Linked DNA regions of Mus musculus: region 1 is linked to region 2. A link is a contact called in public HiChIP or PLAC-seq data. All regions are on one chromosome and are shown on one strand. Each heading gives the region's core, a stretch centred on a gene start, on an enhancer-like site or on the middle of the called end of the contact. The rest is flanking DNA. Distances are from core to core; before and after follow the strand shown.

Region 1 (7,165 bases), core at 551-3,050, 330 kb before region 2:
GGCTGAGGATATGTGATGGAAACATACCTTTTATAAGGTATATATACATATATATGCTGTTCTACTGATGGTGCTGCTCTATTCAAGTTCAAGGACCATTCATTTTACTAGAGCTTACACTCTCCAAGGAGACAGGATTAAAGAAGAAACATAAATGGAAGCATATTTTGGCATGGAATTGCCCTTTGTATAAGCAGTTGACAACCATGTATGCAAACGGTTCATAGCCTATAATTCAGGTACAGGAAATGACTCAAACCACTGAAACAATTTTGTTTCGAAATCTAATCTAATAGTTAGTGATCATAACCCTTAATCTTAAGGTTATTTTCAGGAATTGTCAGTATTTACTCACAAGGGAAAAAAAAACTAGAAAAGTATATAACAAAACTCAAATGAGTTGAAAGGGGAATTTTCAATTTTTTAAAATTACATTTACTTATTTATTGGTGTGTGTGTGTGTCTGTGTGTATGTGTGTGTGTGTGTATGTGTGTGTATGTGTCTTTGTGTTTGTGTGTGTCTTGTGTGTGTGTTACATGTAACATGCACGGGAAAGTCAAAGGACAACTTGCAGAAGATATTTCTCATCTTATACCCAGTATATCCTAGGTTTTATTAGGCTTGATAGCCAACATCCACTGAGATATTTTTTCTGGACTCAAAACTGGAATTTAATTTTGGAGGCTCCCTAAACCAGGGATACTGGGATGAAATCTTTCCTTGATCTGAATTGGATAATCTGTGCTATGGATTTTTCCATTTTCTCCAATTGTAATTTTAATAAACACAGCCCAAGACAAGAGTATTAAGAGTTTGCAGAGACATTTTCATTAGGCATTTTATCCATTCTAACATTAGGACAAGAGATGTCTTAGAAATATAGTTAGCATTTTCTTACAATGCGTTGTAAGAAAATTTGGAAGGGATACCTCAAAAATTTTGAGTTTTTTATATTTTTTCCTACTTTAGTGCGGTGTTCTGAGTATGTTTCTCTAAAGGCATGTGTTGTAGGCTTCATCCCTGATGGGGTAGTGCTGGGAGGTTGGAGATGCCAGCTCAGAATGGGAGATGTTGAGCTCATGAGAGCTCCATCCTCATGATTGGAATCATGTCAGTATAAGGAGCTTGGAGCTAGGAATTCCAGGCTTCCTGACTTCTACTCTCTTAACCATCCTCTTCTTGGGATAAAATAACTCAGCATGAAAACACAGAAGTTCATTTGCTCTTGAACTTCCTGGTCTCAAGAACTGTAGTTTATAAATGTATAAACGTATTTATACATTTCTTCTTTATTTGTAATTTACCCAGCCTATAATGTTCTGTTGTAGTTCCAAACAGACAAAGGCATCAGCATATACTGACTCTTGTGTGAAGAAAACACAAACTGCTTTTGACAAGATTGCATGCCATTCCTAGCTACAACATCACAAAGGTCTTTACCTCTTTGACTTCCCCTGAGTTGTGAAGCAGTTTCCTCAACATTCCATACAACAGGGATGCTTTTTAGTCCAGAAGTTGAACAACTCAAAATAGCTTCAGGAAGCCCATGAAACTAACCGGATTCTCAAAGACCCTCCTTGGAAAGAGTAAACAGTAAAGACTGCAGAGAATCACTCTTAGACAATCCAAGGTGCAAAGAAGATTCTGCAAGAAGCAAAAATGTTGACCCAAACTGGTTTAGATCAACTGAGTCTCTGGCAAAGGAGCTTCTCTGAACTGATGAACTACCTACAGGCTGTGCAGTGTCCTAGAAGTTCCCAGATTACGTGAGCTGTCACCCATGCTGGAGCGGGCTTGGGTGATTCAGCTGGCCTTGAATCATTCCTGCTCCTGTAAATAACGCCTCACATCTGTTCCTGTAAGTAACCCCAATAAAACTCATTAGTTCATCATGTGGACTTCAGTGGTATCCACATATTGATCTTTCTGGGATCCTTATCTGGGATGAGTAAATGTGTTTTGGATTTCTCCAGGAAAAGTGTTGTCACACATCACTATAATATTTAGATTAAAAAAAAAAAAACAATCTGTAGTACTTAAAGAAGTAACTTGAATTCCTATAACCCTATAAAGGAATGTTATTTCTCTCTCTCTAAAGAGTCAACTACATTTCTTCTTTTTATTTTCCCATTTCTGTTTTTCTTTCTCTCATTCTTTTCTTTTTTTCTTCTTCTAATTTTATGTGCTTGTATGTTTTAACTATATACAAATTTATGCTCTGCATACATGCCTTGTGCCTATAGAAGCCAGACAAGGTCATTGAATCCTCAGGAGCTGGAATTAAAGAATGTTGTGAGCCACCTAGTAGGTGCTAAGAATCAAACCCAAGTCTTCTGCAAGACTACCTAGTACTCATAATTGCTGAGCCATTGCTCTGGCCCATTGTAATTTTCCTGATGCTGATCAGACATGGTGCAGAAGTCTGAAGTATTTTTCTCTTTAATACTCCCAGGCATTCAGACCCCGGCCTGTTCCACTATGTTGCTGAAGACCTCCTCATTTCATTTCTAGGACGAATCTTCTCCTAGACACACTCCAAAAGAATACCCACTGTTGGTATTCAACAAAATGTTTCTATGATAATGACTGCATGTCTGAGTGCATCCTGGTGTACCATAGAGGTCTAACAGACAGCCCTTACCTCCATTGAATCTGGTTTCCAGTTTTGAAAAACTAACCTTGACTTTACCCTTGCAGGTTTTACTTCCCTGAGACATCAGATTTACATTGCATTTACCAATGGCTTAATTTGTATATATACGTAAACTCTTTTGGAAATCATGCCTTTGACATTTGTGACTAAGCAAACTTTGCATGTGGAGAAAGAATTTAGAAAGGCATTTCATTTCATATGATGAAAATTAACTTTTTTATTTTTAATCTTTTTTTAAAGATATTTTCTTTATTTACATTTCAAATGCTATTCCCTTTCCTAGTTTCCCCTTCAAAAATCCCCTATCCCCTCCCCCTGCTCCCCAACCCACACACTCCCATTCCTGGTACTGGCATTCCCCTATACTGGGACATACAGCCTTCATAGGACCAAGGGCCTCTCCTCCCATTGATGACCCACTAGGCCATCCTCTGCTACATATACAGCTAGAGCCACAAGTTCCACCATGTGTTTTCTTTGACTGGTGGTATAGTTCCAAGGAGCTCTGGGGGTACTGGTTAGTTCATATTGATGTTCCTGCTACGGGGCTTCAGACCCCTTTAGTTCCCTGGGTGCTTTTTCTGCCTCCTTCATTGGGGATGAAGATTAACTTTTTATTATTATTATCTCATTTGCCATTAAATCAAACATTAGCTCCTGAGCAATCTGATAAAATACTTGGAACTATCTATAGTTATTTGTAAGAGAAGACTTATTTTGGTTCTTTCTTTTTATCTCAAGTAAGGGATGCAACAGTACTTTTTGTTCACAGAATCCTGAAACAGAAGCAGCATATTCACAGCTGATCTTGTTTCTTTCAGCTTTCCCGTACTTCCTGTTGTTCCCAAACAAATGAATGTGCTGCTCTCTTTATCCCATGCATATCATCTGTACTAGTAATATTTTATTACGAATCTCTCAAAGCCAAAGACCAAACATCTAAGGTTTTCTATAAAGGGCTATCACCTTGCTTTAACTGGAGCAAATGTTATTTTCTAGACATGCCTCTTCCTCTCCCTCCAGCGTAGGCTTCTCATCTTCTAACCCATGTTCTCACTTCTGGGAGGGTATCCTGATTTTTTTCTCCTGCTAATTGCTCAAAGACAACCTTGCTGTGAGAAGTTTGTGGTATATATGCTTTCTATGGCTTTCTGACTGGATTAGACTTTCAAGGTTACCACTGAGAATCACCACGGTACATTTTTAACTTTGAAATTTTTATTTTCAGCAGACATTGGTATGAATAACCATGGCTCTTTTTATTTTTTTTTATATAAACTTGAATCAATGATTAAAAATGACATATATTAAACTCCTTTAATGAAAGGTTATCAAATAAATCACTCAATATCTATAGTGATAATAAAGAGCAGGCAGTACTACTATGCTTGATAGAAAATTGAGACAGAGAATTCAATCAGCTTGACAATGAGGCCTTGCCCCTGAGAGGAATCCCATTCAGAAGGAGCTGAGACCTATCCTATTTCCATGGCAACATTCTGCTCTCTACGTAATGGGCTCTGAATTGGATAATGCACCACATCATAGAGCTTCATAATTCACACTTTCTGGTTGCTCAGCTCCTGTAGAGCAACCTGATTCCTGTTAGCTGCATTTTATAAGAGATCAATTAAGTCACAAAGGAAGGGGTAGAACTAATGTTTCACCAAAACCTACAGCATGGTGGCTACTAATGAATTTTTCTCCTTTTTTTTTTCCCGAGTTGGTGACAAAGCTAATTTTTTAATCCAAAATTTCTCTGGGAACCACAATTGATTTTTGTGTTGAATAAAATTCAGAAACTCTCTAAAAACACACAAGTCCTGGAGATTGATTATCATCTGCTGTGACAGGGTGGAAAGATAGCCACCTCTGTAAAATTGTCTGAGTTTCAAATCCTCACAAAGACATCAGTTTCCAGTGAAAGTTGAGCCCACTCACCCCTTTGTCTGATGGTATAATAACATTGATATGGAGAAAAAAAGCATCTGCTCATTGATGTATTTATATAGAGAAGATTGGCCAGCAAGCTTCTGGCACAGAATAGGTCTCATAGGGGAAGTTCTTGGGAAGATTCTGAAATGTACATTTTCTGCAGATTTAGGTACTTACCATTTAAATTTGAATATAAATTCAAAAAGATATTTTATTTTTAATGAACTTGAATTGATTTGTTTTTGTATTCCCTTATATATTTTTCATAAAATAGTCTTATGGAAAGGATTTTGAATTTCATAATAAATTTACTCAATGGTGAAAAAAAAAAAAAGAATAAAACAGGTAATGTGTTAGGTGTCAGTCATGGTTAGAGGTTGGGCTGATACAAAATAAAGGTGCAGAGGAAGCTAGAACTAGCCTCCCAGCCTATCTGGACCATTGCTTGCTTGCTAGGATCAATTATCTAATTTCATTGGGGAAGCCCATGAACCTTGGGTGAGGTGCCTCATTCAGATGAAAGCAGTTACATCAGAGAGGGACTTCTGCTATCAGCCTTGAGCAGACTGTATTCCTGGAAGATCAAAGTGTTTCCATAATGAGACATAGCCTGACAGCACCTGACACTGTCTCTTCCAGAAACTATTCTATAGGTGGTAAGCAGTGTCGTTATTATTGGCCATTATTCACTCATGGGTTATTTAATAATAAGCAGGCATTTCATAATCCGAGTCACTCTTGACTCACTAGGGCATAGAATCATCTCACAATGGAACAAGAAATGACCTAACCCAGGCTTACTGATTTTGATACTCTGATGGTTGCCTTCATTTTTTTCAAATGTCTTCAAGCTTCTTGTTATATGGCACAGCCTGAGTTGAGTAGCTTGAGATATCACTTACTGCTGTTTTTGATCAAGACATTACTAGTCTATTGAGAAAATGGATTAAACTTGAGGCTCAGCAGTTTCATCTCAATTTTGACCTTGCCATCAACAAAAGTTCATAGATATTCTGTTAGTTGAATTGATAATCCACTGTTCTTGGAGTAAAAAGCCTACATTTCCCCAGTTACACTTGATCTTCTTAATTCCTGAACAATTCTAATTTTTACATTATTATTTTATATGACATTAATGCCTCTGCTCACCGACAGCTGATTTGTGTCAGGCATTGGAATCCCTCCCAACTGTCTTCTCTCAAGGACTGTATTATATCTTCATGTTTTCCCAGCGTAAGCTGCTTCTGCCAGCGTGTGCACTTCTTCACCCTTACAGTACATCTTTGTAAGTGCCTTCTATGTCCCAGAGACTCTTCTGCTTTATTGCAGGCAATTAAAACTAAGCTTTCTTACTATCTTGTTTTTAGGCTTTCATTGATCCACAAATCAATCTTCCTTTGATACAGATCCAAACTACTTTTGAATCCACCTCCATAAAGTACAATTCTGACTATATGTCTTTGTCTTTATTCAAATCCCAGGATACAGTGCAGAGTAGAGCTGTCAGAAAAGTATGATCCATGAGACTACAGTTGCTTGCACATTAATTATTATTATTATTATTGTTCTCTGAACATGCTAAGATAGAAAATGTTACTGACCTTTGAGAAAACTTCAGAGCAATTTGACAGAGTCACTTTATGTTGGCAAATTTTGTGTCAGTGATAAAACGATTGGCTTATAGTTAGGGTGAGGCTACTAATTTTATTTTGTTGTTCAGGTTTGTGTATGTGTGTGTGTGTGTGTGTGTGTGTGTGTGTGTGTGTGTGTGTGTTTTAGCAGAAACTTTTAAGCCAAGGTGACAATTGAATAAAACCTGAGCTGGTCCAGATCAGCAAGCCCTCTCTGACTTGGCAGACCTTGGATACAGCTGAAAGATGGACTGTATTTTCCCATCCATCCTGTTCATCTGTATTCTTTTACTGGGGAATTGAGTACATTGTTATTGAGAGATATCGATGACCAAGATTTGCTGATTCTTGTTTTTTTTTGTTGTTGTTGGTGGTGATGGTGATGCTGCTGCCGCTGGCGGTGGTCGTGGTGGGGGTGGTGGTGGTGGTGGTGGTTGGTGTGTGTGTGTGTGTGTCTGTGTTTGTATATGGTTGCTATAGCAATAAGTATTAAGGTACATCTCATCAATACCTTACATCTTCTTTTGCATTTTGATACGTCATATTTCTCTTAAAGACAAGAATGATGCTAAGGTATAGAGCAAAGAAATTTTCTATTTTTTAAATTTAATTTGAAAATTTTAAATTATTCACTTTACATCTTGTGTACTTCTCCCATCCAGGTCATCTCTTCCCACAATCCTTCCCCTACTCCCCTCTCTCCTTCTCCTCTGAGCAAGTAGGGACCCTGGTCATCCTACCACCCTGGCACTTCAAGTCTCTGTGAGGATAAGTGCTTACTTTTCCAATGAGACCAGAGAAGGCAGCCCAGCTGCAAGAACACATCTCTCATACAGGCAATAGCTTTTGGGATAGGCCCTGTTCCAACTGTTCAGGACCCACAGGAAGACTAAGCAGCACATCTGCTACACATGTGTGGGGAGGCCTGGGTGCAGCTTGTGTTTG
Region 2 (7,012 bases), core at 2,537-5,036:
GAGTTACAGAGACAAAGTTCAGAGCAGAAACGGAAGGAATGGCCATCTAGAGACTGTCCCAGTTGGGGATCCATCCCATAAACAACCACCAAACCCAGACACTATTGCATATGCCAACAAGTTTTTGCTGACAGGAGCCTGATATAGCTGTCTCGTGTAAGTCTATGCCAGTGCCTGGCAAATAAAGAAGTGAACGCTCACAGTCAGCTATTGGACGGCGCACAGGGTCCCCAATGAAGGAGCTAGAGAAAGTACCCAAGGAGCTGAAGGGATTTGCAACCCCATAGGTGGAACAACAATATGAACTAACCACTAACCCCAGAGCTCCCTGGGACTAAACCACCAAAGAAATCACATGGTGGGACTCGTGTCTCTAGCTGCATATGTAGCAGAGGATGGCCTAGTTGGTCATCAAAGGGAGGAAAGGCCCTTGGTCCTGTGAAGGTTCTATGCCCCAGTATAGGGGAATACCTGGGCCAGGAAGTGGGAGTGGATGGGTTGGGGAGCAGGGGGAGGGGGAGGGTATGGGGATTTTTTTTGAGGGGATAACTAGAAAGGGGGATAAAATTTGAAATGTAAACAAAGAAAATATCTAATAAAAAATAAAGCTATACACTATAAAAATTTAAATTGATATATGATGTCACAGCTAGCTTATACATGTTAATATGCATCCAACTGAGAGAATGAACTACTAAAATGTCTCAGGTAAACAGAATTGACACAGTTCAGAAAAGCGTTTTGCTGGATTTGTTAAGTCCCCTTTGACTAGACATGTAATTTGTGGGAGGATGACTATTTGAAATGTATGTTCATATCTACAACTATTTTTCTGTATTAATGGAAAGATATATTTTTATTTAAACTGTGAATTAAAAAATGATAAAACACAAATATAAATGTATGTATATTTATTTATTTATAATGGTAAAATTTAGGAGTATTTAAGCAGAACTAAGCTACTGAAGACACATTTTAAAAGATCAAAGCTCTGCAAATAAACACACATGATAGCCCACACATGTGTCTTCTTTCAAAGTGAGTCTGGAAGCCAAAAACACTTTTGTAACTGTAAGATCAAATATATTTCTTGCACCAAAACTCATTCTGAAAATTGTATGTTGGTTATAAAAACAACCTGTTATAGAGAAGCAAACTCAGGAGGAGCAACTGCCTTGATATTTTAAAGGTGAACTTATGACAGCCAAAACCTGGAGCAGGAAGATTAAAATGCCTTTAATTTGATCATTCTTTGCCTGCAAAATGCCACAGACATTATTGGTTTTGAAAGCTCCGGAAATATGTCCTGATGCTTTCAAGCGTCTCATCCTTCTCAGTATACTGAGTATTTCTCGTCCCTTCTTTCCGATGCCCAGCTCCACCAATGTCAATAAAGCACACTGTCTGCTTTAGTCTGGGAACCATTCACTCTCTGCACTGTCTTCTGCACTCTGGCCGAGATAATGCATCTGGGTCTCCTTAGTGATATTCTGAACACATTTTTGCTCTCTTCCACCCAGAGCACATACTTCTGGTGGAATTCCTGTTGTGTGGGAGGCCAGCTAAACTGCATTCACACACTGGCACTCCCAGATGTGTCCTTGCTGGATTTATTCCAGTCCCTCTGTCTCAGCAGCCAGACATGTGTTGCTTAAGTCTGATCTTCAGTATCTGAGCCTGACAACCACAGGAGCCTTTGTGCTGTTTATTTATTTGATGGCTGTCTGTCTCTCTCTCCCTTTCTCTCCCTCTCTCTGTCTCTCTCTCTCTACCTGAGTGCGTGTTTCCTTCTTTTATATGTTCTTGATTCCTTCTTTTCTATTAAAATTTTAAAAATGTTTGTTTCCAGGACAAAAAAAGTAAGACTTTTAATGGCAGCCAGGAGATGAGATGAGATGGTGTTTGGGTGTTTGTTTTAGTTACAGGAAGGTCACTACAATTACAACTGCAGGCAGACACCTGCACCATCTGTTTTTGTCAATAAGCCTTTCAAAAGAACACAACACACAGTCATTTCCCATCAGGATGTGTTCTTTCAGACCTGTGAAGAACATTGGCTCACCTGGAACATGACTATTTCTTGAAAGATTTTTTTTTGCTATATTATATGATGGTAAGAATTGGTTGTTAAATGTGAGAGTGGGTGGGTAGGGGAGCAGGACAGGGGGAGGGTATAGGGAACTTTTGGGATAGCATTTGAATTGTAAATAAAGAAAATAGCTAATAAAAAAGGGGGAAATGAGATATATAAAAAAAGAGTTGGTTGTTTGTGAGGAAAAAAGAAATCTTGTCTCAAGTTAAAAGCTTGAATCCCTACTCTGTCTCTCTGTCTGTTCCCGAGTCTGTGTCTGAGTGTGTGTCTGTGCCTGTGCCTGTGTCTGTGTCTGTGTCTGTGTCTGTGTCTCTGTGTCTGTGTCTGTGTCTGTGTCTGTGTCTGTGTCTGTGTCTGTGCCTGTGCCTGTGCCTGTGCCTGTGCCTGTGCCTGTGCCTGTGCCTGTGCCTGCCTGTGCCTGTGCCTGTGCCTGTGCCTGTGCCTGCCTGTGCCTGTGCCTGTGCCTGTGCCTGTCTCTGTCTCTGTCTCTGTCTGTCTCTGTCTCTCTGCCTCTCTCTGTCTCTCTGCCTCTCTGTCTCTCTGTCTCTCTGTCTCTGTCTGTCTCTCTCTCTCTGTCTCTCTCTCTCTGTCTCTGTCTCTGTATATTAGTGATGACTGGGGAAATGGGACAGGAGTTTTGGAGAGCAATCACAGCCATCTAGCCATCACTGTTCAGGCTGATGATTTGAATACCTGAGAGAGACACGAAATGATTAACACATAATACTATAGACGGTAATGGGTATACCACTTCCTGGAAAAGACATCATTCATAGGAAGTGACCACAAGTCTTTGTCAACTGATTCCCATCCCTGGAAATATCCAGTGAGTGAAGTTCCAAAGCCTTCAGAGTTTGGTCAGGCATGACAACTCTTTATTTGTTGCTCTTAACTCTTGTGATGGACACAAAATCCAAACAATAGATGTCTGTATGCATTAGATATTTTTGTTCACATGTGATGTAAACACTACCTTTATCATTTTAAATAAGGGAAATTAAGACTACAGCTTAGCAAGAAAAGACAATACCTTATCTAGCCTCCTGAAAGTTCAACAGTTTCATTACCATATCCCACTGTATCATAGCTATTAAAAAAAAAAACAAACAGAAAATACAGGCTTTTAATATTGTGGATAGGATTGTGAAATCACAAACACCCCAGTATGTGATGAGTGCTGTGTGTAACAAAGAGGCGCAGCCGCATTTCTTCACTTTCCATCCTCAGAACAGTCTTAAATTTTAGCCTTCTCTAGAAGGATCTCCCTGATCTTGGAAGAACAAATATTCTCCTGGATTAATTATCTCGGAGGAAACAGTTTTCCAAAGGGAGCCTATCATGGATTGATTTTCTATGTTAATGAGTTATTTATTTTCTCATATATTTCTAAGTCATCTCCGTAAACATCGCTTAGTTTGAAGAAATGAGGAGTTTTTGTTTATTGTAGAAAAGCACATTTTTAAATTACATGCATTTTTTCCCTTTTTGGGTGAGGCAAGAAGGAAAGAAGGAAAACCATAACTTGTTTACTGCAAAACAGAATGTTCGGTTAACTGCCCAAATCAGAACTTTCCCGTACTGACTTAGGAATGAGGGCTGATCAGTAATCTTCACCAAGTTCGGAGGGTTAGAGGTGACTCAGGCTCCATGAATGTGTTCTGGTCTTATTTAAAGAAAGGCCCCTGAGTCATGTGGAGTTGTGTCAAAATGTGTGGTATGTCATGTTATTTTAAAAAGACAGCTTGGGGAGAGGAAATTGAACTATCTTTTTTTTTTTTTCCAGGGAACTTTGCCCTCTTGTAGAAGTCATTTCCCACACATCTCACTTTCTTTGCAGTCAGGCTGTGGTGTATTTTTATCGTAGATATATCCCTAATGACTTCTCATGTCGAGCTTGTGTAGTGAACTATTTTTCATTAATATTTATCCTCAGCTGCTGTTAAATGCATTGCTTACAGCTGAATACATTTACCATCGATCTACTATCATTTGGATGTCTCATCCATCTGAAAGGATGGCTAAACACATATATTTGTTATTTTTAACAATAGGAAAAAATTCACAAACCTAAATGAGTTTCAGTTATCTTAGCTAAGTAAAATTTGAAAGTGTCAATCTTGTTTGTATTCAGAATTTTTAAGTACATGTAAAAATTTTTTAGAAATGTAAAAAAAAAATTAAATTAAAAAGTATAAATACCCAAAGGACTGCCAGGGGAGGAAAAGGCAGCTTTCTTTAGAGCTGTAATTTGTGGTTGGTTGACCATGCTTCTGTGCATGTCCCCACATACATGTGCATGTGGAGAGCACAAATTAAATTCAGTGGCTTATTTATATTTAAAAAAATAAGAAGACGAGGAAAATGAAGTTGCAAGGATGTCTGTGTGGATCCAGGAGTCTAATGGAGAAATGGGACAGAAACAATTCCACATGTATTAAATTCTTAAAGGGTAAATTAAAATATATAAAAATAGATGGGCAGAGGGGAGGTATAGGGGATTTTGGGATATCATTTGAAATGTAAATGAAAGAAAATATCTAATAAAAAATTTAAAAAATAAATATGTAAATTTTAAAAGTGTAAAAAGTACTTTGATGAATAAAATTATACTTAGTTATGATGAACTGTAACTTTAGGGTTCATGATCAAGTATGAAATCTTGAATAAGGGCTTGTCCAAGTATGTGAGCTGATTTGTTATTATAAATCCACTTTTGCTTTTGAGAGTCTTTCTCTATACAACAGGAATAGTATACATTTCAACTCCAGTTTGGGTAAATTGCTTCTGGGTCTATTATTCGGTTCAATCAACCAAATACTAATTAAAGCCATCCCATTTCCAAATCTAAAACACTGAGTCAGGAAACATATCCCTATGTTCAGCTTGACATGCTCCATTTCTTGCTTATTTTCAGTCTCAATACAATGCCCTAAAGATACACTGCCATTTTACCCCTATTTTTGCTGATGAAAACTGGCCAGACATGCAACTGCTTGGGTGTGAATCAGTCTACCACAATTTGAGAATTGAGTCTAACTACAGATTTCAATGGAAATGAAATAATTGTAGTAGACTTTTAGGGTTAGCAGGAATCTTGATCGAATTCCCATTGGTGGGAGTTGCATGTTAGAATGTGGTACTGAAGTCCTGTGACAGAATAGACTCTGCCTACATTGGACTGCAAGAAAGGCTGTCAGAAGGCAGGACTCTATGTTCATATCCTCACCAAAATTTGCTCACATATTCTAATCCCAAATTCCTGGACCCAACTGGTTCAGAGTCATTGTTCTAATTTTAATTAAAAAGGCCCTTTACGCTCTGGAATTTAGTGTGGGCTACAATTGGTCTAACCAAAACTTAAGTTTTATTTTCAGAAGTATTTACCCTCTGGCTATAAGATAAGAATACCTTTTTTACTTGTTTTTTTGTTTGTTTGTTTGTTTGTTTGTTTGTTTTTTTAATTAGGTATTTTCTTCATTTACAAAAAAAAAAAAAAAAAAAAAAAGGCCAACAGTGTAAACTAACCATGTCCCTTTGGAACTCCCAAGGACTAAAACACTAACCTACACAGGCTGTTCTGAAACACCACCACCCCCCACCCCCGGCACATATGTAATAGAGGACTGCCTTGTCATCCTCAGTGGGAGAGGATGCACCTAATCTTGCAAAAACTTGATGCACCAAAGTAGGGAATACAAGGAGGGAAGGAACACTTTCTCAAAGGTGAAGGGAATGGGGGCATGGAACCTGGAGGAGGGAACTGGGAGGGGCAGCATTTGGGATGTAAATAAATGAATTTTTAAAAAAGAGAATAAAATTTAAATAACATAATCAACGACAAGAAAAGATAAAAATGCCTTTCCAAGCAAAATTTGTAAGCTCCTTTTATAGAGCATTTCCTAAGAATTTAGCATCCTGACTTCATCATTCACATTCTCAAATTCTTCAGCATGATTATGAGAAACCAAACAACCTAATTGTTAGCCTCCTTTTTGCATAAAATCTGAGCATTTGCTCATCTCTAAATATTCTTTGTCACTTCGAGCTTCACCCTAAATAGACACTAGTAGCAAATGCAAAAAATATCCCTGTTTTCTTTTAAAATATTTATTTCTATATATGTATATATTTGAATGATATTTGCAGAGAACAGAGTGGAGCATCTTATACCACGGAGTCAGAGTTACAGGAGGTTGGGAGCCACCTAATGTTGATGCTGGGAGCTAATATTAGAACCTGAGCAAGAAGAGTAAGAACACATAACTTCTGAGTCACCTCCCCACCCTCTCTACCCACTCCATGTGCTCCACCTTCTCCATCTTTACCCTTTCCTCCATCCTCTCAACCATCTCCATCCTTTTCATCCTCTCCTTCCTCTCCACCCTCTCTATGCTCTCCATCCTTTCTGCTCTCACTCTGCGGAGACAGGGTCTTACTGTGTTGCCCATTTCAACATCTGAATTTTGGGTTTGGGGCTCAGGCCATTTTAACACTCTTCATACTAAGCTGGATCAAGAATAAAAAGAAACCCGGAGTTGCAGCATCATCTGGGGGTATAACTCACATCAAGTAAATGTAAAGTAAGAGTCACATTAAAATTTCTCTCTACATTTCTGGGGTCCTCCATCATCACTGCAAGATTCTCGAATGGAGAGAAATGTAGCTCATCTCCACGCACCTGACACTTTTAGAACCTAACTTAATTCATTCCATGCTATCTGTTGTCTTTCTTAATTTTCCCACTCCTTGTGTTCTTTGGATTTTGCCACCTTGATGCAGAGGATATTCTTGTTATTCTTTGTGTTTATTTTTAGAGTACAACTATGTCGAGTGTTGATTGAATGTCTGAGGACTTTGTCCTGGGGTTTCTAATTGCTTCAGCAGTGCTTCTTAGAGGAAAATGTAAGGCATCTAGAAATA

Evidence for each region. HiChIP or PLAC-seq counts read pairs in DNA pulled down with a chosen protein or histone mark.
Region 1: a FOXA1 HiChIP or PLAC-seq map of pancreatic cancer cells shows a contact between it and region 2. The contact joins two enhancer-like sites. A contact is called at or near these places in 1 of 15 datasets of contacts at CTCF or cohesin (the NIH/3T3 cell line) and 2 of 115 datasets of contacts at active chromatin or transcription factors (CD8 T cells and pancreatic cancer cells).

What each region holds. Positions count from the first base shown.
Region 1 is chr13:5,672,851-5,680,015 of GRCm38.p6, reverse strand. No RefSeq gene overlaps it. Among named protein-coding and RNA genes, the nearest start is that of Gm35330, 48 kb to the left of the region's middle. Within about 2 kb of position 1,800, at least 5 of the 459 cell types and tissues checked have an H3K27ac peak or open chromatin away from gene starts, as enhancers often do. A contact at or near this core is called in pancreatic cancer cells, where this site is marked.
Region 2 is chr13:5,342,680-5,349,691 of GRCm38.p6, reverse strand. No RefSeq gene overlaps it. Among named protein-coding and RNA genes, the nearest start is that of Gm40659, 87 kb to the right of the region's middle. Within about 2 kb of position 3,786, at least 52 of the 459 cell types and tissues checked have an H3K27ac peak or open chromatin away from gene starts, as enhancers often do. A contact at or near this core is called in pancreatic cancer cells, where this site is marked.